7 separate regions of the Mus musculus genome follow, and regions 2, 3, 4, 5, 6 and 7 are each linked to region 1. Evidence: chromatin contacts called from public ChIA-PET, HiChIP or PLAC-seq, Micro-C and promoter capture Hi-C data. All regions are on one chromosome and are shown on one strand. Each heading gives the region's core, a stretch centred on a gene start, on an enhancer-like site or on the middle of the called end of the contact. The rest is flanking DNA. Distances are from core to core; before and after follow the strand shown. Region 1 holds the start of Camk2n1 (calcium/calmodulin-dependent protein kinase II inhibitor 1). Region 2 holds the start of Ubr4 (ubiquitin protein ligase E3 component n-recognin 4). Region 3 holds the start of Emc1 (ER membrane protein complex subunit 1). Region 4 holds the start of Slc66a1 (solute carrier family 66 member 1). Region 5 holds the start of Capzb (capping protein (actin filament) muscle Z-line, beta). Region 6 holds the start of Htr6 (5-hydroxytryptamine (serotonin) receptor 6). Region 7 holds the start of Tmco4 (transmembrane and coiled-coil domains 4).

Region 1 (2,780 bases), core at 140-2,639:
GGGCATCCCGGGCAAGCCCAGAGTAATGAGGCTCTCCCCTATCCCGCGGGAGGCGGGGCTGCCCCCTCCTCCCCTCCTTCTTGTCCCCGGGGTTGGTGCGGGGGGAGCCAGGGCCCCCGCACAGAGGGACAAGAAGTGAGAAAAAGGCCTTCCTGGCAGATCCAGTGGGCACGGGGATAGAGGAATGCCCGGCAGGGTCTAAGTGGGGCACAAGTGTGGTGGGGGAAGGGAGAGGAGTGCCCGCGGGTGGCCCAGTACGCTCCGATCCTTGACCTCTGTAACTGGCCTCCAGGGAGGTCAGCATCCGCGTCCTTCCCGGCCGGTGCGTCCTCGGTCCCCTCCCCTCCCACTGCTTCGGGTTCCCCTCGGGAGTCACAGCCAGCCGAGCCGGCGCGCACAGGCTCCGGGTCGGGTAAACACCGCGCGGGAGGGGCGCGGGCCGTGCGGGGCGGGGCGGGGCGGGGCGGGGCGCACCGGGGCCCCTCAGCGCAGGCGGGACGGAGGGAACGGGGGCGGGGGCAGGAAGCCAGCCGCGGTCCGGCGCGGCCCCGTGACGTCGCTTAGCTTCCAGGGATCTCTCCCCGAGGCCCACGGGTCCCCTCCTCCCTCCCTCCTCTGGCGCCTCGCTTTCAGCCTGGGCTGGCATTCTCCCTAGCAGCTCGCAGGCTGCTCCTTCGTCCCTGCCTCCCTCTGTCCCCCCTCTCTCCTCCTTCCTTCTCCGACCCTCTATTTTTCCCTCTTTCGCTTCTCCGCTCTGCCTCTCCGATCCAAATCTAGTCTCCCCCCTTTTCTTTTTCTCCCTCCTTCCTCACCCTCCCTCCTCCCGCCGCTCCCCTTGCCTTCTTCTGTCTTTCTGTTTTTCTCCCCGTCGCCCTCTCGGTTTCTTCCCTCCCTCCCTCCCTCCCTCCGGGTTTCCTCCCCCTGCCCTCCCTCCTTTTTGCTCCCCTCCCCCTCGGCCGCTCGCTGCTTCACAGTCCCCGAGTCGCCGCCGCTGCCGCCGCCCGCATCCGCGGCAGGACTGGCCCGCGCGCTCCCCGGGGTGCGCCCACCTCGGTCCCGCGCCCTCCGGGCTCGCAGGGACACCCTCCTCCCCGCGCGTCGCGGCCCCGCCCGGCTCGGCCCCCGCCCCGCGCCCGAGAGCGCCGAGGATGTGAGTCCTGCCCGCCGCTGCCGGAGCAGCAGCCACTCGCGCGCGGAGCCCGAGCGCAGCGCAGCTCAGCTGCGGGCGCTCGTTGGGTCGCTCGCGCGGGCTGCGCGCTCCTGCCCCAAGCGGTGTCCCTCCCCGGCCTCTCGCCGGCCCCAGCGCCGCGGCAGCCCCGAGGGCCGTCCCCGGCCGGCCATCCCCGGCCCCAGCGCCGCTGACCCTGTCCTCCGCGGGCGGGGACGCGGGCGGAGGAGGTGCCGCCTCGGAGCCCCCGGACGCGACCATGTCGGAGGTGCTGCCCTACGGCGACGAGAAGCTGAGCCCCTACGGCGACGGCGGCGACGTGGGCCAGATCTTCTCGTGCCGCCTGCAGGACACCAACAACTTCTTCGGGGCTGGGCAGAGCAAGCGGCCTCCCAAGCTGGGCCAGATCGGCCGGAGCAAGCGCGGTGAGTTCCCCGCCCCTTACCCCCTGCGGTGCTGGTGCTGCAGCCTGGCTGGGGCTCAGGGGTCCCCGCGGTAGTAGGAGGACCATCTGCGAGATCTAGGGATCCCTCCTGCGGCGGAAGCTGGATCAGGCCTCGGGCAAGAGTCCCCGCTTGTCCGGGCCACCAGCGGGGTCACCCGGGGGCGTGGTAGCCTCTACTTGCTGCCGAGGCCCAAAGGTTATACCCGCGTCCTCAACCGCACCAAAGTTTGCTTTTAGGTTTCACACCCCTCCCCCTTTTTGCGCAGTGGAGTCGCATCTGCACTCTCTCTGCTCGGCCACCCTGGGGTAAGGGGTCCTGGAGCTTCTTAGGGGTCTGCGTGGGGCGCTGCAGGGGAAGGACCTTAACTCCCGCGGGGAAGGGCGAGGAGCATTCAGGTCGCACTGGCTTTTCACTGTTACTTGGCAGAGGGGAGAAGGGTGGTCTAGCCTGAGATATTGGAGTTGGAGAAGCCCCAGGGAAACCGAGACTCAGGGTGCTGCCGGAAAAGACTGGGGTGGCGAGGTGAAGTGGGGAGATGGTCGGGAGACCGAGGTGGGCTGAGAGCTAAAGCGAGGGAGCTGTAAGGGAGCCTGGGACTCAAGTCTAGGGAGGACGCTGAAGTGCTGGAACAATGAGGGTGACAGACAAGGAGACCTACGGGTAGAGACCCAGAGTTCTGGACAGGTGATCTGATCATCCAGTACAGGGACCGGTGGAGGGACTGAGAGAGGCCAGTGGAGGCAGTGAGGCAGGCGGAAGAGGCAACTGAAGGTAAAGCCCCAGGCGGCAGCGAAGGGAGGTTCTGCCCTTTGCGGTGGCACAGAGAGCGGAGGGGCGGAGGCTACAGACCGGGGAACGGGGAAGGGAGAACGGGAGGGGGACACCCGTTCAGGCCAGGCCTAAACTTTGCAGCCGCTGATCGGCGTGGGAACCTACCCCAGCTTTCCTTCCTGCTCCGGGCATCTTTGAACCCGGCCTGGGCTACCGCCACCAGTGATCTGAAGACCTCAGTTTCCCTTTCTCTCCTTAAGAATCAGCCTAGGAGACTTCTTTGTAAAGGGTTGCATCGGGTTGCAGTCGAGCTGGGATGGCTCCCTCTGGCTTGCTCCTTCTTAGAATCCATCTAGGATGAGGGCTAGGCAGTGGGGCAGTTCAGAACCAGGCAG
Region 2 (2,780 bases), core at 162-2,661, 930 kb after region 1:
TTTCAGTGTTATCTAAATTTATGTATGTTATTTTTTTGAGGCAGAGTCTTGTTGTATATTCCTGACAGGCTTTAATTTGCTACGTAGACCAGACTGGTCTTGAGTTTGTGGTAATTCTCTGCCTCCCCAGTGATGGCATACCAAACACTTTAAATAGATTTATGTGCGCGCATATATATATATATATATATATATATATACACACACACCATACATGTGTGTATATGTGTGGAGGGTGTGTGCACCTGGGAATGGAGGTTTCTATAGAGTCCAGAAGAAGACAGCAGATCTCCTGGAACTGGAGTTACAACCATAACAGCTAGACCTGGGTGGTGAGAATGGAACTGTCAAGTTATCTCTTGAGCTCCTCAGTCTAAATTTACAACATAGATGTTATCCCAAGAACCTCCACTACTAAATTATGTATTTGAAAAGGAAGATGTTTATTCCGAGTGCCTTGACACCCCAAAGCCAGAAATATGAGACTTGTTATTACTGCTGATGGCCAGACGTGGTGATGATCTTGGCACTTTGAGAGGCTGAGGCAAGAGGATTGTGTTAGTGTTCCATGTCAGCCTGAGCTACAGTGGAAACGCCCGAATAAAATAAGACCATCCTCCCCCTTCCCGACAGAACTATAAACAGGTGTGGACACCCACACCTGTAATTCCACTGGAGGTGAAGATAGAAGGATTGCTGAAATCAACAGTCAACCCAAATAGGGGCCCCTGAAAGACTGCTGCGATGGCTACTAATGCTTACCCTCTGGGGTCTGAGGGAGGAAGGTTCGCAGACAATTTGGCCTATAGGGACCAAATTTCAAAAAAGCTTAACGTTCTCTCTAGATTATTATCGAAGGAATTCTAAATATATAAAGAAGTGGCTGCGAAATAGGAATTCATGAAGAAAATCATTACTAAGCGAAGGTGTGCGCAGAAAGTTTGCCAAGTGGTAAGCGCTAGAATGGCTGGCTGCTCATGCGGTACACTGGGCAGAGGAAGTGACTAACACTGAGCAGGTTGTGGCCTCCTCTCCCCCCTGTCTGTCCTAGGATGGCGCCGTTCAGACATCTCTTCCGAATCCAAGTCACAAACTTACATTTCCAGGAGGTTGGGGAACCATATTGCCGCTTATTGCGGGGCCCGCGCACGCGCGGTAGTTACTGCTTCCCGCGAGCATGCGCAGGGTTGCTCGCCGCCATGGCGCACGCGCAGAGGGCATTGCTCCTAGCCCTCCTCTGGCATTTTCAATCGTGCGCAGGCGCACTACCCTGGGTTAAGCCCGCAGAAGTCAGAGGCCGTCCAGGTCTTTGCGTTTTTGTTGGGCGACCCGCGGCGCGCTGTCTGACGCGCACGATTGCGTCACTTCCGCCCCCTCCCGGGAGGCGGCGCTGGGCCGGTGGCAAGCCCCCGGAGGGAGCCGCAGTAGTACGACGAAAGATGGCGACGAGCGGCGGCGAAGAGGCGGCGGCAGCAGCTCCAGCGCCCGGAGCCCCGGCGACCGGGCAGGACACGACCCCGGGCTGGGAGGTGGCGGTGCGGCCCCTCCTGTCCGCGTCCTACTCCGCCTTCGAGATGAAGGAGTTGCCGCAGCTGGTGGCCTCAGTCATCGAGAGGTACCGGGCGGCGGCGCCGGCGGGCGGGGTGGGGGGGGAGGGGAGGACGGGCCGGTTCGTGAGTCCACTCTGTCAGGGAATCCACCCCACGCATGCCTTCGGGACTCCCGGGCGCTGGGAACGAGAGCGCCTCTGGTTTCCACCCAGCTCTGGCGTGAACCATCCCTGACTTGATTTACCCTCCGGAGCAAAACTTTTATGGTTGCTCTGGCTGGAGGGCGTGGCCGGACGCATTTGAGAACTGGCTATTGAGATGCACGGTGCTGCTGGGCCAGTGTCACCCGGCCCGCTGCCCCCGGCCCCCCCCCTCCCCATCCACCTCAGTCGCGTTAAGGTCAGGGCGTGGATGAGTTTGCATTTCTCCCTGTCACCAGAACCGGAGGTTTACTTTGGAGAGCTACCACATAGTTTAATAACGGTCTTTCTTTGGTGCTATGATAACTGGGGGCACGTGCTGTTTCTGTGACTGAAGCCACTAGTTACCACTGAATACTTCGGTTTTACTTTGCACTGTAATTGCGTATATCCGAGATCGGAGTCCTTCTCTTTCTCAATAAAATGCTTTACAGACTCTTATTTACGGGACTGTTCCTTGGCTTGCTGTTAATGTGTTCATACCTTTGTATACAGATTGTTAGATTGCAAGAGTCGTATTTCTTCATGGGAATGTGGTGATCTCTGTGTCTACCTTTTCCTGACTACGGGGCTCAGAGCAAATGAGTTTAATAGAAGACTCATGCTTTTAAAGCCTGTTTTCTCACTTTCGTTTTCCTAGCCAAACCAAGTTTACTTGCCCCAGTAACTCTCTGAAATTGCTAAGCGGGTCATTTTACCTTGCTGGTCAGCAGGATATGTCTAAAGGTTATTTGGAAAGTTGTGTTATTTGGAAATTGCTGTGGTTTGGCATTATTATTTATCACAACAACTGTCACTGCCTGTGATGTTTTGGATGAATGATCTTTAACAATTTATAATAAAATAGTGTCTGGGTTTGATAATTTAAGTTCTAACAAATAGATTTTCTTGCTTAATTATGCCCAAGGTTGTTTTGAAGATGAAAACAAGTATCAGAAAGTCTCAAATTATCTAGCATCTTTTTATTTTACCTTCTTTTCCTCCTTTTTTTTAAAAAAAATCCACGTGTATGTGTGTCTGTGTATTCGGA
Region 3 (2,780 bases), core at 97-2,596, 900 kb after region 1:
TACCCTGCCTGCCACTCACAGTCCCTCTTTACAAGGCACACAGTCACACCCAGCCAGTCATTCCCGGACTCTCCACCGCTAGGATTCTGGTGCGACTTAGCATGCTGCAGGTGGTTGCTGGCCTTGCTGCCTTCATATTCTCTGTGCTATCAAGGGACCCTTTCAAAGCAAAGCCACACCAAAGGCTGGGTCTTTTCCTCTAAGCCCACTTTGTTCACTATGGCCACACTGGCTGTCCCACAATATGTTAATCACACCACAGACCCCTTTCATTTTGTGTTCCCTCTATTCCAAACGACCTTCTCTAACCGCTGAGAGTTTTCCTGACAACATTATGCAAAACACTATCACTCCCACCTGCTCCATACTCCACTTGGACTACCTGACACATTATACTGACTTGACAGGGGTATAGGAGACAGACAGACAGACACACACCCCTAACTAAGGTGGTGAGTCTGATGAAGCCGGACCCTTTTTGTTCAACTGTCTTGTCTTCTAACACCCACAAAAGCGCCAGCCCGCTAGCTTGATGTAGTGGCTCAGTATGGAATCCTAGTATTTGGGGCCAAGGCAGACAGTTGGAAGAGTTCAAGGCCCCAGCAATAAATAGACAAACAAAACATGCAGTAGTCGAAACTGTAAAACCCCTATTTTCTTGAGATAATGAGACCGTCCTAAGCAAATCTGAGCTACATCGTCAAGATCCTCTCTCAAACACACACGGTCGCTCGCACATGCCAGGGGATGTAGACCAGTGCTATGTGGGTAGTGTTTGCCTAACAAGAGCGTACTTGGTTTAGTGATGCTGCCTGTAATTCCAGCAATCGGGAGGTAGAAGCAGCAAGGTTAGTTGTGTAAGACTATCCTGGTTGGCAAGTTCGAGGAGAGCCTGGGCTATGCGACTGCTGTCGGCCCGGACCAGTTTCCAGCTCTCTCGCTATCTCGGCCGGCCGAGCCTCTCGGAGAGGCCCCGGCGTCTCACCCGCGTCCCCCTCGCCCCCTTGACGCAGGCCCCCCGAACCTACCTTTCTTGTCTCGCTTGGATTTGGGCATCGCGGCAAAGGCACGTGCGGCGGAAGACTGGGCGGCCGGTTAGGACCCGGCTGCCGCGGGGGCTTATGGGACGGCGCTCGGGGCTGCCCCTCGCGTGTGCCTGAACTGTGGCGAGCCCTCTCTTCCCCGCCTGCGCTCCGCCCAGTGTCCTGAAGGCCACTTCTCTGCCCAGGTCCCGGGTCCCTCCAGTCCCGGCGGCTTCCGAGTCCCGAGCACTCCACCAAGTCCCTCGCGAACCGGTTCCTCTCTATGGCTCTGCGGAGGGAGGGGCTTGAGGCCCGGTGCATGCCGGGCTGGCGGCAGGCGGTGCTTGGGCTTCAATCATGGCGGTCGCGGTGGCGTCTGGGTTCTGGATCTGGGCTGCTGTGCTGCTCGTCCCTGCGGCCGCGGTCTACGAAGACCAAGTGGGCAAGTTTGACTGGTGCGTACAGGTGACGCTTCTCCAGGACGTCGGTGTTTGCTTCCTCAGCATCTGTCTCCCTCCTGCTAATCTGAAGGAGATTTGCTATGGAGCCGAACCCAGACTATAACTTAACGGGGGTGCGGGAGGGTGCTTTCAGGGAGAAGTGAATGAATGAATGAATGCTGCACCCTGTGCAGAATGACAATGTGAGAGTCTCCTCTTCAGATATGAAGAGTCGTAAGATGTCAACCCAAGAGCTTTATGTTAAGCATGGAGGGAGCTCTTTAAGCCGCCCTGTGTGTGACGGTGCAGATTGCTCCGCAGTGAAGGCAGGCTTTAAGGGTTTTGGTCAGAGGTCACTAGTTCCCTCCTTTCCTGTCATGTCCGATTTTGTGGCTGTCAGGTTTGTGATCTTCTGGGTCCCAGGTCACTAGCCCCAGTGAACTTTAAGCCTGAAACTAGCTGGTGTCACTTAGTCCACTTGTCTCACAAGTTCTAAAGTGAGCCTTTTCCTCTGAGGGACTCTCTGGGTGCAGTGTGGCCTCTCCCTCTCCAAACTGACATTCGTTCGCTCACCCCTTCCTTCTGACTGTGCTTATTTCAGATTGAATAAGCATTTGGCTACTTATCAGTTGTATGCTTCTGGGGAAATTGACAGACAACTAACACACACACACACACACACACATACATATGTATTTTTTTTAAAGGTGTTCATTTTGGGTCCTGGTCCCAACAATCATTAGCCTATCTGGACTTTGGTGGCTCACAGCCATCTGTAATGGGATCTGATGCCCTTTTCTGGTGTGTCTGAAGACAGTGACAGTGTACTCACATACATAAAATAAATAAATAAATCTTAAAACAAAACCAAACCCCAAAGCCGGGCGTGGTGGCGCACGCCTTTAATCCCAGCACTCGGGAGGCAGAGGCAGGTGGATTTCTGAGTTCGAGGCCAGCTTGGTCTACAAAGTGAGTGCCAGGACAGCCAGGGCTACACACAGAGAAACCCTGTCTCGAAAAACCAAAAAAAAAAAATCAAACCCCAGAAGCTCCTTTAAAACAAACTAGGCTAAATAACACAGTGGTCTAAATGAGAGATGTCATCTAAATGCCAGGCTCAATCAGTGTGCCTCAGACAGCAGCATTTCCCCATTGCAACAGTGTGCAAGCCGTGCCCCTGGAAGTCTGTTGCCGCTAAAAATTAATTAGGCCGAGGACTCTGGGGTGTTGCCTGAGTAGGTAGGTGTTACATTTAGCTGGCAGACTGGTATTGTCTCCCATGTATATGGTGGCAGTTCTCTCCTGCCTTCTTTTGCTT
Region 4 (2,780 bases), core at 159-2,658, 860 kb after region 1:
TGCCGCCACCGCCTCCAGTCCCCTGGAACACAATCCTGGAGAAGAGGCAACACTGTCCCTGTTAACCAGTGTTCTTCAAGCAAGTCTCTCTCCCCTCTCCCCTGTCTGTATCCTTCCCAGTCTCGTGGGTCTGGATGCACCAGCTGTACAACAAAAGGCTCGGAAAATGTAAAGGAGAGGGAGAGGGAGAGGGAAGGAAGCATGATGAAGAGAAAAAAAAAAAAGGAGGAAAGAAACAGAACAAGAAAAAAGAGGGGAGGCGGGAGCGGGAAGCGTATGCAAGGAAACTTGTAAATTGAGCGGGCCCAGGGCTGAGATGTCGCTCTGGGCAAGTGTTGGAGTTTCAGCATTCTGATGTATACAATGAAGGAAATCCTAAAAGGCACTTACTTACCTCCTAAACTGCATGCAGACTACAATAAAACCCAGGCCAAACCTCCATATCCCACGCTAGTCAAGTGCTCTACCACTGAGCTACATACATTCCCCACTAGGGGATTGGCTTTCGCGGCTCATGTCCGTAAAGGCTGGCCAGGAGACAGTATCTCCTGCCACATCCAGCTCTTCCCCAATTCCAAGCAAAGCCAGGAAGGTGCTTCCCACCAAAGCCTATCTGGCACAGTCAACAGTAATATTCTGTTCTTGCTGTAGCCCCCTGGACCACATTGTAGCATGGAGTACACACGAAGTGAACCTGAAACTACACACTTCTTTCTTTCTTTTTTGGGCAGGTGGGAACGGGAGCAGTTTGAGACAGGGTTTCTCTGTGTAGCCCCTGGCTGCCTTGAAATTAGCTCTGTAGACCAGGGTAGCCTCGAACTCAGATATCCGCCTGCCTTTACCTCACATTTCTAACCAGCCCTCTGTGGAATCCTGCGGTGAGCTTGGCGAGGAATGGGACATTCTGGGTTCCCTACCTGCAGAGCTACGGAGAATGTGTCAGGGGAGCGCAATGGCTCCGGGATCCTACCCATTCCTGGCCTCCAAACCAAGGCTCTAACTCCTTCCGGTGACTCTGCGGGTTCGGAGGGATAATGATAGGGCAGCGGCTGGGGCAAGCGCCGCGAGGCCCCCACCCAGAGCAGGGAAAACAAGGCCGCCCAGTCCAGGGAAGCCGAGAGGCCGGAAGGCAAGGACCTGCAGGTAAGAAGTGGGGCCGTCCCGGATCCCTGGCCAGGTTGGGCAGAGACCCACGATCCCGCTCCCCAGGAGGGGACCAGCGCCGGGGACCGTGCAGAGCTGGAGGAGGGTGTAGAAAAGACTTAGCTGGGCGCGTCTGGAGTCCCGACCCCCCAGCCCGGGACAGCCGCCAGCCCCCTTCATCCTCACCAGTTCAAGATCCACAGCCGGTGTCAGCTTCAGGATCCGAGCCCGCCGGGATCAGCTGACCTCCGCGAAGTCCCGCCCCCCGCCGTGGGCGGAGCCTGAAGCTTCGAGTGCGCAGGCGCAGTCTCCATGCTGCGTGCAGCGTCCAGAGCCGTGGGCCGCGCTGCTGTTCGCTCCGCGCAGCGCTCCGGGACTTCGGTCGGGCGTCCTCTCGCCATGTCCCGGCCTCCGCCACCCCGCGCCGCCTCTGGCGCCCCTCTCCGGCCCGCTACGGTGCTGGGCACCATGGAGATGGGGCGTCGCATGGATGCGAGTGCTAGCGCCGCTTCGGTCCGCGCCTTCCTGGAGCGCGGCCACAGCGAGCTGGACACGGCCTTCATGTACTGCGACGGCCAGTCCGAGAACATCCTGGGCGGCCTGGGGCTCGGGCTGGGCAGCGGCGACTGCACAGGTAACCGCTGCACCCGGCCTCCCCCGCCCCCCGCACCGAGTAGAGCTGAGCCGGTGCCCGCAACCGGCGTGCACCAGCCAGGATCTGCATCCAGGAGCTTCGGAAGCTCCGGATCCACAGCTGGGTCTACCCCAAGCTCCCAAGGCAACTGGAGTCCTGAACTAGTGAACTGAACTTTGTCCCGCCTCTCCTTAGAAACTTCTAGTTGCAGCTACCGAGGCGGGTGCGAGGAAGCTTCCTACGCTAATGTTTAGCCTACTCTGGGCGCTTTGCTTCCTACCGCAATCCCTGCCTCCCGGCCAACCGTTGTCCATAGCCGCCCCCCCACCCCCGACACGCCCCCCATCCCCACCAGGCTTTTTGTTCGTGCCTACCCCTCTTGCCCTCACCACCTCTGCGCTCCTGGAGAATGCTTATCATTCCGGTCTTTTGTCCGGACTAGACTTTGTCCCGTGCAGTCGACAGCACCTGTGGATCTCAAGGAGACCTGTGGCAACAATGCCTAGGGCCCAGCTGGGGGCAGGGGCGGAAAGGTGGCGTCGGGAGAGGGCATTTCGGCCTTTGTGCCCATTCTCTGTGCCAGGTCTTACAATGGCAAACTCTGTAGCTCTGTAGGCTACCGTGGGAGAAGTGATTTCTCCACGGAGAGTTAAAGGTCCAACGAGGAAGACTGTAGCCGCGATTGCTGAGGAGTGCAGGAAAGAGTAGCTTGTCGGGAAGAGCAGTAGGCAGAGCCCATAGAGAACTGGGGATGGGCCCTACAGTGTAAGTAGGGTGCACCGGAGACTGCAATCCTAGCTATTGGAATATGGAGTTTGAGAGTTGCAAAGTACGTGTGTGATCAGTGACGCGTGTCCCGCGTTGGAAGGGGAGGGGAACCGCCCTTCATTTGCTTGAAGCTATTGGAGTCTCAGGAGGGTGCCTGATACGTAAAGAGGCCTCACTTTTACCTGTTCTGAGGTTCTTCCTCCCGGTTCCTGTACAGTGGGCTCCATAGACTCAC
Region 5 (2,780 bases), core at 83-2,582, 740 kb after region 1:
TCTCTGACCAGGTTTCAAGCTTGAAGGGGCCTTAACTCAGGACAGGGGTACTTACCCAGGCTGTAAGAGGCTCTATTCCTGGAGGTGAAATCTTACCCACAAGCCATATGCCATCATGGGCTATTTTGCTCAAAGCTGTAATTTCTCCAGCCTGCTTCCTACACAGTGCTTGGCCAATAGCTACATGATAAATACTTCCGGTGTAATGACCTTCTAAGTGCCACTCCCTTCTCTGAACTCCTGTAATATTGGTCTATGTCATTCTTGAGAGACTTACCTGGACGCTTTCTTTGCTGGTGGCTGTCCCTGCAAGCTTTCACTTGACTATAAGCTCAGAGGCCTAGGGCACAGTTTCCCCTCAGATGTTTTCTGATCTCTTCTCAGGACCTGATATGACTCTAAACGGAGGGTGAGCAAGCCGTGTAGGGGGTTGTTATAAACAAAACGTGCAATTCTAGGGCTCCTGAGTTCTAGATAACAAAACAAAATTCACTCTTTTGAACAGCAAATTTCTGGTTGGGGCTGCAGTTAAGTGGAAGAGCTTAGCCTAGCCTGCCTGAGGCTCTACGTTCAATCTTCAGACCTGAAAACAAAGAGGGATTTCTGAGTCACTATATGATTCGAGAGAGATACTCATTTAGGGAAACGGGCTGATTCTCTGTACATAATGTAAAAAAGTATATGAAACAGCATTTATTGAACCCAAATGTTCTAGTCTTCTTACCCGGGTCTTTCCCACAACTACTCTGGTAGCTATGAAGTGCAGGCAGGGATCCTTATGGCTTATTCACTTGTCATCTTTTGGTACCTAAAAGCTGCCCGCCTGGTCCTGATAGCAGGTGTTCAGCAACAGGGGCGGCAGAGCCGGCTTCCCCATGCAGGTTCCGCTCGCTCTGTAGGGGCCGGGCCTCGTCCGGCGCACCAGTTCCGGGTCCGGGTGGGTTGCGGAGGGCCGGTCCCCTCCTAGTTTCGGCGCCTTCCGCATCCTCCGCCCAGGGGAACCAGTGAACCGCTCCACCCTCAGCTAGCCCGCGTCCTGCAGCTGCGAGAAGCGAGGCTGACAGTCAGAGGAGGGACGCAAGTAGACCCAGTCCCTCCGGAACGCCACAGCCCTGGCCGCGCAGGAGCGTTGCGCCTGGCCCGCCCCTCCTGAGACAGGACACGCCCACTCGACCACAGGGCCTGCCCCCGTCCCCGCCCCCCGCGCGGCGCTCCATACTTGGCGATCGCTGCGGCCCCGCGCTCTCATTGGTCGGGAGCTGGCGGCTGGGGGGCGGGTCGGGCTGGCCGGGGCGGGGAAGGAAGGTGGTGGCTGCCCGGCGCGGGGGGGTGGGGGGGGGAGGGGGGCGCTGACCCGGATGTTCACTCTTGGGCACCCGGGGAAGTGGAAGCGCAGGGCCCTGCTGCGGGGGGGAGAGCCACAGACGCCGGGACAGGGACCGTCGCCGCCGCCGCCACCATGGTAAAGGGACCCCTTCACGGCTCCATCCCGGGACCCCTCTCACCGCCGGAGCTCGCGTCCACTCCTTCGCCGACCCGCCCGGCCCGGGAAGGGTGGGGATCCGGGGTGGGGGAGGGGCGGGGTCCCGGACCCTAGGCAGACGCCACTCTTCGGGTCCGGAGTGGGCGGCGGGAGGCCCTGATAGCCTATGACCCCGCCCTGGGCTCCATGTGGAGCCCAGTTCTTCTCCCTGCAAGTCCAGGCTAGTCTCGCCTATCCCAGGCTAGACCTTCCTTCCTTCAGGGGCCAGGCCGGGCACCCCTCTCGCAGGCCTTCATCCCATGGGCTGTACTTGGGCTCCTGCCTCGGCCCCAGGGCCCAGGCTAGGACCGTGGTTCTCGCTCCAGTGGTCCAGTCTAGGTCCCCTTCCCCCAAACTCTTCTCCTCTCCATGGCCCCAGTCTGCACCCCGATAAGCCCTTTCCAGTGAACTCTGCCTAGGTTTGTTTCCTTCACCGTCATGGAATCTTCTCTCTGCGGTCGGTCCTCAAGTGTGGCCTCTCTACTCCAGCTGTGTTCCCCCCCTCCCTGCACCTCCCTGTCCCCGGCCCTAGCCGTCCCCTTCCCCCGACTTCTCACGACTTAGCCTAGCCTGCGTCAGCCCTTCGCTGCTCTCACCCTCCCATCTAGACCCTGCTTGTTCCGTGTCCTGCTCCTGACCCAGGTGTCCCCTCTCCTGTTCCTAGGAGGCTCTTTCTGGGCAGCCTCTGGCGAGCGGGGGAGAGCCCCAGCCAGGGTGGGGGTGGTCTGGGTACTGAGCCTTTCCTAGGTTTGCCCCTTTCTGGGGAGGCCGCTTCGGTGTGAGTGAGCAGGCGAGCGAGGGAGAGAAGGGCGGCATCTGTATGCCCGGAAGGCAGAACAGGGCATTTCCCTTGGGAGGGCCTAGTGGTAGTGCGGCTAATAGAGCGCGTCTTGAGGGGTGCCCTGCCTGAGTGGGGAGCAGAGTGCTGACGGGTTGGTAAGCCAACTGGACAGGGGTGAACTCACAATTGCTCTTGTGAGGCCGCAGCCCTGGGGCTAGGGGGACACGGAGCTCAGCAGCCCAACCTACGGCCTGGACACGATGCATCCTAGCAGGCGCAGCCTTCCTTTCCCCCTGAACTGTCAGCTTGTTAGAGTTGGGACTGCTGATTATGGAGGTGCCTCGGAGCAGGTGAGCAGAAACTCACAGGCCGGAGAGCTCCCGGACTCCACTCATGGTGTTTGTTTTGGTAATGAAGACAGGCACACTATGCTAGCAACTTATTTGAGGAGCCTTAGATGTGTCACTTCCCTCCTCC
Region 6 (2,780 bases), core at 93-2,592, 620 kb after region 1:
GCCCGGGGCAGATGTTCGAGCTTTGCCCAGTTCATGCCAGCCCAGCAAGAGGGGCAGGAAGGAGGCCAGCGCGGCGAGGCTCCAGGCACCCAGGATGAGCGCCAGGGCACGCGGGGCTGTCATGCGCAGCTTGTAGCGCAGCGGCGAGAGGATGAGCAGGTAGCGGTCCAGGCTGATGAGGCAGAGGTTGAGAATGGAGGCGCTGCAGCACATCACGTCGAAGGCGGTCCAAAGCAGACAGAGGCCGCGAGCTAGCACCCAGCGCCCATACAGCGCGTTCAGCATGGCTGGGGGCATCACCACCAATCCCACCATCAGGTCCGACGTGAAGAGCGACACCAGGAAGAAGTTAGACGTGTTGCGCAGCGCGGGCTGCGTGCAGATGAGCGCGATCAGCAGCGAATTGGCGGCTGCCGTCAGCACGATGACCACGCACAGCGCAGCGGCCACCCAGCCGCTGCCCCCTGGGGCTGGCGGTGGCCCGGGGCCCCAGGCTGGGGTGCTACTGTTGACAGGGCCGGGCTCTGGAACCATGGGGACTAGGGTTGAGGACCAGGACAGGATATGGTGAATGCGGATACAGGGTGAAGCCAAAGGAAGAGAAAGCAAGATGGGTAAAAACTGCACCTCAGAGGAGTAGGTGGCAAAACAGGGTTCTTAGGTCACCGAGCAACCATTACAAGAGGTCGGGGAGAGATTGTAGGGGCGCCTCCTATGGCGGGGCCACCTGGAGTACTCGGGTAAGAAGTTTGGGGAGGGGTACCGATGCGCCGAGTCCATGAAAGTTGGGCTGGGGCTGGATGAGAGCCCTGGAATGGAATAGAGCCACCGGGGATGCCTAAGGATGGGGGTGGGGCTCCTGGCCAGAGGCACGGCTGGGGAGGTGGGAGCAGGAGGCGAACTCCCGCCTTCCGGTCGGGGCAGTCTCTCTGAGGAGGGTGGGCGTGTGAGTACGCTTGATCACGAGCTGTCGCGCGTGGGGGTCGCAATGGGGTGGCCCAAGAACAGGAGCGCAGCTCGGCGGCGGAAAGCAGGTCTCCTTTCTCCCCTAGGCACTGAAGGATCCCGGGTACCGGAGGCCGCGGACCGGGCCGGGCCAGACCTGGTGGGGGAGAGAGGGCTGGCAGAGGAGCGCAGCGCGGCGCGGCGCTCCGCCCTCCCGGCCGCGCCGGCTCGCCTGGCCGCCTCCCGCCCGCGCTCCCTACCTGGGCGCTCGCGGGTGATCCGCTGCCGGCGACTGCGGCAAGCGCCGCGGGGCTGGAGACTACAGGCAGCGGCTGGTGGCGCGGCGGGCATAGGGCTCCCGAGCCGGGGAGATGGTGCGCAGGAGCCCGCGACGCTTCAGCCACGCGCGGTCCCGGAGGCTCCGAGCGTGCGCCCCGCCCCGCCCCGCGGTGGGCGGGCAGAGTCGAGCCCCTCTTAGCTGGCGAGCGGGGTTGTGGTACCCTAGGCCTGGAGAAGGATGCTCCAAGCGCTCCCGGGCGCCCGCAGCCCCCACACCTTCGCCTGTGGCTCCCCTGCCCACATGTGGTGATGGCGCAGGCAGAAGTCAAGGAAGGGGGACGTGACCTGTATGTACCCGGAGACTGCTCCCCAATGGGGGTCGAGCCACTCACTGTAAGAATCACCGAGCTTTCAAGAGAAGTCAGCTGGGAAATACCGAGCAAGTCCTTTGAGATCCCTCTGAGCCTCAGCTGCTGGATCTATACAATGGGTAAATAATTTCTACCACACTTCACCTTTGGATCAACCCTGCCAGTTCTCTAACAACACTGAGTGATTTTGGTGAAGGTCCCCCTCCCTGACCTGTTGGCGCTCCAAGTCTCAGTGTGAGGGATTTGGGAATCTCCAAGCCATTGGAAGGGTAGTCACTGCAAACAGGGGTAGGGCCTAGCGCCTCCTAGTGATGACCAAGTTTTCTTCACACCTTGTAGGTACCAGGTACTGCTCTGGACCATCTATCTGGACACCACGACATTAGATGACGCTTCCCATCTGTGAACTTCCATTCTAGTGGAAGGAAATGGACAAGAAATGGGCAAAGGAAACGTAAAGTGGTCATTTCTATAGGAAAGGGGGGAGGAAGAAGAGGGAGGGGAGGAGGGAAAGGAGGAGGAGGAGAGAAAATGTACAGCAGTGTGAAGAGAACCTGACACGTATCTTTTTTGAAATGGAAATACCTCCCACTTAGAAGAGCCCACTGCGTTCATGGCCTTGGTTTGTCCTGGAATATCTCTACCCAGATTCCTACCCCCAACTATAAAGCCAGAATATACATGCCAGAAATATAAATACCAGGAAGAAGGTGTTACGCTGAGGCTCAGAGAGGTCAAGAGCCTCTACCGAGGTCTCCAGCACCAGGCAACCAAGGATCTGGTGGAACCGAGTTCCGCCAGGTGCTCAAGGCAGAAGGTGCTTAAGATGCCCGGTGTCCAAATCCGCAGATCAACGGTATCCACTCACACCCAAAGGTGGGTGAAGTCAGCCGCAGCACCCAAAAGACGGACCCTGTCTTTCACTCCACACTGTGAGGCCTGAGGAAACAGAAGGTCACCCCTGGATGGAGCGTCAGAGACCCACTTGCGATCCCAGCTCTGATGCTCAGTAGGTTCTGCGCATTCAGGGCCGGTGGCGGCTGATCCCTTGGCCTTCTTTTCTCTCCAGCCACAGTTAGCAGAATTCCGTGTCTGACTCACGGGGTGTCAGGGGAGATTAGATGACACTGTGTGCTCCAACAGCTTGACAGTCCTATGTCGGTGCTAGCTGTTGGCTTCTGTGTC
Region 7 (2,780 bases), core at 204-2,703, 520 kb after region 1:
CCTGTAACTACAGTAAGGATGCAAGCTGTCACTTGCTTAGCAAACGTGTGTGACAAGGGCTTTAGAGCGACCAGCGGACAGGAGAGTTTCAGAAATAGTGCAGAGTCCTCAGCAAAAATCCATGTGACCTTTGCCTTACTTTCCAATCTTAACACTGATACATTGGACAAGATTTTTTTAAAAAATCAATATTGATATGTGGCTATGGACTAAAAGCAGAGGAGTCACTCGCAGTGTTCTCCCTGCGTCTTTACTGTCCCCAAACCCCACCTAAGCGATCACTTTGTTTTGAGTATGTCTTCTTTTCTAAAACTATTTTCCATATTGATTTTCTTTATCCATTGTGATTCTGTTTTCCATTAGAGAATGACCGTTTTTTTTTAACTTTCAGAGTTACATTTATTTTTTTTTAATATCAAGAACTTACTAAAATCAACTTATGCTGAAATTAAAAAAAAAAAAAAAACGGCAGCTGTCTCACATCTGAAAGGCTAAGGTAGTTAGTTGCTCAGGCTGAGGCTGGCTACTTCAGCTCAGGACCGCTTCTTAATCGGTGGCCTCTGGTCACTCCAATCCTCCATTCCTCATAGACAACAATAGGATCTTTTAAAATTCCATGATATTTGCGGGGGGCGGGGGGAGCGTGCCACCTTGGTATGGTTATTTCCCCAACTTAGTGATGCCCAGAATCTCAGCTAGAATCCTTCAACCCTCCACAACTGTCCTTTTTTGACCTACAATAACCTCCTAGCTCTTCTAGGTCCTGATTGGCCGATAGAGAGATCAGGTGATGGAGGCCCTCTAGCGTTCCAGTCGGATCCTGAGTCATAAGGCTCCCTGCTGGAATGCCGCACGTCTCATCTGTCCGCTCGAGAACTTTTTCCATTTCCAACTCCAGCCTATCTTCTCCAGGGGAAAGAGCAACGACGTCAGAGGTCATGGTGACTCAGATTCCAGCCCTGACCAGGATGGCCACCTACTTCCTCACCTGTAGATTAGGTGTGATGAAATTTCACAGGTTGCCTGGGCAACCAAGAGCCGGCTCCCAAATGAGGAGAGCGGAGGATGAGGCATGGGAGACAACCCCCCCTTCCATTCTTGGGGTCTTTAAGTTCTAGTGTGGGATACCCAGATTATAAATTGGCAAACAGGAAAACAATCAACTTCAGTGTTAAATACTACGATTAAAATATGGGCCCGAAGGCCTGGTGTGCTAATCCATAACCTTGCTGGCACGTAGTAGGTGCTCAGCAAATACTTGTTCAAAGACTAGAGCTGAGTGGGTGGCTAGTCTAACAGGAATGGAACCCCAAAACGGAGGCCCGTGGGACGGAAGAGCCACGGGTGCAACGACTGGCGAGCATTAGAGAAAGTGAAAGAACGATCAGAAGGCGTGGGTGTTGCAAATTTCACCGAGCAGTGTGCACAGGAGGGGGAGGCACCTTCTGGGACAGGCTCTTTTCAAGTGTGGCGGCAAAATTTGGAAGCTTCCCCTTCAAGTGTCTGCTCGAACTCCCCTCATGCCAGCCCAGCCCCTGGTGAGCACTCTCTGCAGACCCCTCCTGTGCCCCGCGCTCTCGCTTCCTGGGGAGCGGGAGACACAGAAGTGCGGGTCCCGTCCCAAGGCCAGCACCCGGGCGATGGCTTTGGTGGCTTAGGTGGCGGTGCGCCCGGCCCAGCCCGGAAGGCCCGGGCCCTAGGGCTGCGCAGGCGGGACCGGCCCGGGCCGGTGTGGGGCGGCTGGGCCAGGGAGAGAACAGGCGGGGAGCGCCAGGGCGGGAGCTGCGGGGCTGCCAGAAGTTCTGCCGTCGTCCCATCCGTCGCTGCCGCCTCCAGGTAAGCCCGCGGGGAGCCCCGATCGTCCCCACGCCGCCTCCACTGCGCTTCCGAACCCGGAAGTGCTCTCGGGACTCCTGAGTAGCTGGAGGGGAAACTGATGCCAACGAGCATGCCAGCGGCCCCCGCCTGCCAGCACAGCCCAGGGCACCGGTCGCTGGGTTTGAAGGGAAGAAAGGACCTTGCTCAAGGTCACGCAGGGTCACTGGACGCCCCCTGCGTACTGGGAGCTCCAGGCACCCACTCCCACCCTCTGTGTCTCCAGACTCAGTTCCCCGAGGCCTGGGAAGCCCTAGAGTCCCGGAAAGGCCCGGCCCCTTCCTGCTGTGACGGGGGCGTGGCTTCTCGCCCCGCTGCGGGTTTTTACAGAGTAGGGGACATTTCACATTACAGGTTTTTACATCCGGGAAAACTGAGTCTGGGAACAATGGGATGATTTTGGCCAGGACCAGGCAGTCAGAGCAAAGAGGTTAACTAGGGTGAGCTGACTTCAGAGTTTGACCCAGTGTTAGGTTCAAAACTGGCCTCCATGATGTCCTTGTCCTTGCCAGGGGTGACCCAGAGTAGAAGCTGGGGCTGGCTAAATCTGCAGGTTTGATCCTGAGGCCACTGCTGCCTTCAAGTAGGAGGGAACACACCCCTGTAGGGCTTCCCAGGACGCCACTCACGGGGTATATTTATTGAGCACCTACTATGTGTCATCGTGTAGGCTCTGAAGACACAGTAGTGAAGACTCCTCAGGGTGAATCAGCTAGGCAGAAAGACAAGGCCACCAAAATCCCCAATTACCCAGTATGTTTGAGAAGTCAGGAAGGAACCCAGGGCCCCATCCTCCTAGTTAGAACCCTACCAAACCGCCTGAACCTCTGGGCATCACCGAAGATGCTGCTTCCAGCCTCAGTTTCCCACTCCCCTGGACTTAAAAGATGCCCTCAAGGAACTTG

Evidence for each region. Promoter capture Hi-C pulls out the DNA fragments that hold promoters and counts their contacts. A called contact is a pair of places that touch in the nucleus more often than the background predicts. ChIA-PET counts read pairs in DNA pulled down with a chosen protein or histone mark. HiChIP or PLAC-seq counts read pairs in DNA pulled down with a chosen protein or histone mark.
Region 2: a contact with region 1 is called in an RNA polymerase II ChIA-PET map of memory CD8 T cells, with 6 read pairs. The contact joins the promoter of Ubr4 here to the promoter of Camk2n1 in region 1. A contact is called at or near these places in 2 of 115 datasets of contacts at active chromatin or transcription factors (memory CD8 T cells and pancreatic cancer cells).
Region 3: a contact with region 1 is called in a promoter capture Hi-C map of cranial neural crest. The contact joins the promoter of Emc1 here to the promoter of Camk2n1 in region 1. A contact is called at or near these places in 2 of 39 promoter capture datasets (cranial neural crest and second pharyngeal arch cranial neural crest), 1 of 115 datasets of contacts at active chromatin or transcription factors (embryonic limb bud) and 1 of 9 other capture datasets (adipose tissue).
Region 4: a contact with region 1 is called in an HNF4G HiChIP or PLAC-seq map of pancreatic cancer cells. The contact joins the promoter of Slc66a1 here to the promoter of Camk2n1 in region 1. A contact is called at or near these places in 2 of 39 promoter capture datasets (cranial neural crest and neural stem cells) and 3 of 115 datasets of contacts at active chromatin or transcription factors (craniofacial prominence, embryonic midbrain and pancreatic cancer cells).
Region 5: a contact with region 1 is called in a Micro-C map of embryonic stem cells, with 2.1 times the contacts expected there. The contact joins the promoter of Capzb here to the promoter of Camk2n1 in region 1. A contact is called at or near these places in 1 of 39 promoter capture datasets (cranial neural crest), 3 of 484 Hi-C or Micro-C datasets (all in embryonic stem cells) and 2 of 115 datasets of contacts at active chromatin or transcription factors (memory CD8 T cells and pancreatic cancer cells).
Region 6: a contact with region 1 is called in a Micro-C map of embryonic stem cells, with 2.2 times the contacts expected there. The contact joins the promoter of Htr6 here to the promoter of Camk2n1 in region 1. A contact is called at or near these places in 14 of 484 Hi-C or Micro-C datasets (B cells, the G1E-ER4 cell line, the N1E-115 cell line and 4 more), 8 of 115 datasets of contacts at active chromatin or transcription factors (craniofacial prominence, embryonic forebrain, embryonic stem cells and 2 more) and 1 of 9 other capture datasets (embryonic stem cells).
Region 7: a contact with region 1 is called in an H3K4me3 HiChIP or PLAC-seq map of embryonic stem cells, with 8 times the contacts expected there. The contact joins the promoter of Tmco4 here to the promoter of Camk2n1 in region 1. A contact is called at or near these places in 8 of 39 promoter capture datasets (cranial neural crest, embryonic stem cells, hippocampal neurons and 3 more), 5 of 484 Hi-C or Micro-C datasets (CD4 T cells, embryonic stem cells, liver and 1 more), 9 of 115 datasets of contacts at active chromatin or transcription factors (T-cell acute lymphoblastic leukemia, embryonic stem cells, epiblast stem cells and 3 more) and 1 of 9 other capture datasets (embryonic stem cells).

Annotation. Positions count from the first base shown.
Region 1 is chr4:138,453,759-138,456,538 of GRCm38.p6, forward strand. Camk2n1 (calcium/calmodulin-dependent protein kinase II inhibitor 1) reads left to right here and starts at 1,390. Exons shown (of 2, transcript NM_025451.2): 1 at 1,390-1,593. The coding sequence starts at 1,428.
Region 2 is chr4:139,379,248-139,382,027 of GRCm38.p6, forward strand. Ubr4 (ubiquitin protein ligase E3 component n-recognin 4) reads left to right here and starts at 1,412. Exons shown (of 106, transcript NM_001160319.1): 1 at 1,412-1,615. The coding sequence starts at 1,440.
Region 3 is chr4:139,351,241-139,354,020 of GRCm38.p6, forward strand. It overlaps Emc1 (ER membrane protein complex subunit 1), which reads left to right and starts at 1,347. Exons shown (of 24, transcript NM_146157.4): 1 at 1,347-1,477. The coding sequence starts at 1,380. It overlaps Mrto4 (mRNA turnover 4, ribosome maturation factor), which reads right to left and starts at 1,336. Exons shown (of 8, transcript NM_001290810.1): 1 at 1,029-1,336. The coding sequence starts at 1,056.
Region 4 is chr4:139,309,300-139,312,079 of GRCm38.p6, forward strand. It overlaps Slc66a1 (solute carrier family 66 member 1), which reads right to left and starts at 1,409. Exons shown (of 9, transcript NM_145384.3): 1 at 1,330-1,409. Akr7a5 (aldo-keto reductase family 7, member A5 (aflatoxin aldehyde reductase)) reads left to right here and starts at 1,445. Exons shown (of 7, transcript NM_025337.3): 1 at 1,445-1,777. The coding sequence starts at 1,456.
Region 5 is chr4:139,191,567-139,194,346 of GRCm38.p6, forward strand. It overlaps Capzb (capping protein (actin filament) muscle Z-line, beta), which reads left to right and starts at 1,333. Exons shown (of 9, transcript NM_009798.4): 1 at 1,333-1,462. The coding sequence starts at 1,460.
Region 6 is chr4:139,074,228-139,077,007 of GRCm38.p6, forward strand. Htr6 (5-hydroxytryptamine (serotonin) receptor 6) reads right to left here and starts at 1,343. Exons shown (of 4, transcript NM_001377096.1): 1 at 1,206-1,343; 2 at 1-1,102. The coding sequence starts at 534.
Region 7 is chr4:138,971,452-138,974,231 of GRCm38.p6, forward strand. Tmco4 (transmembrane and coiled-coil domains 4) reads left to right here and starts at 1,454. Exons shown (of 17, transcript NM_029857.3): 1 at 1,454-1,836.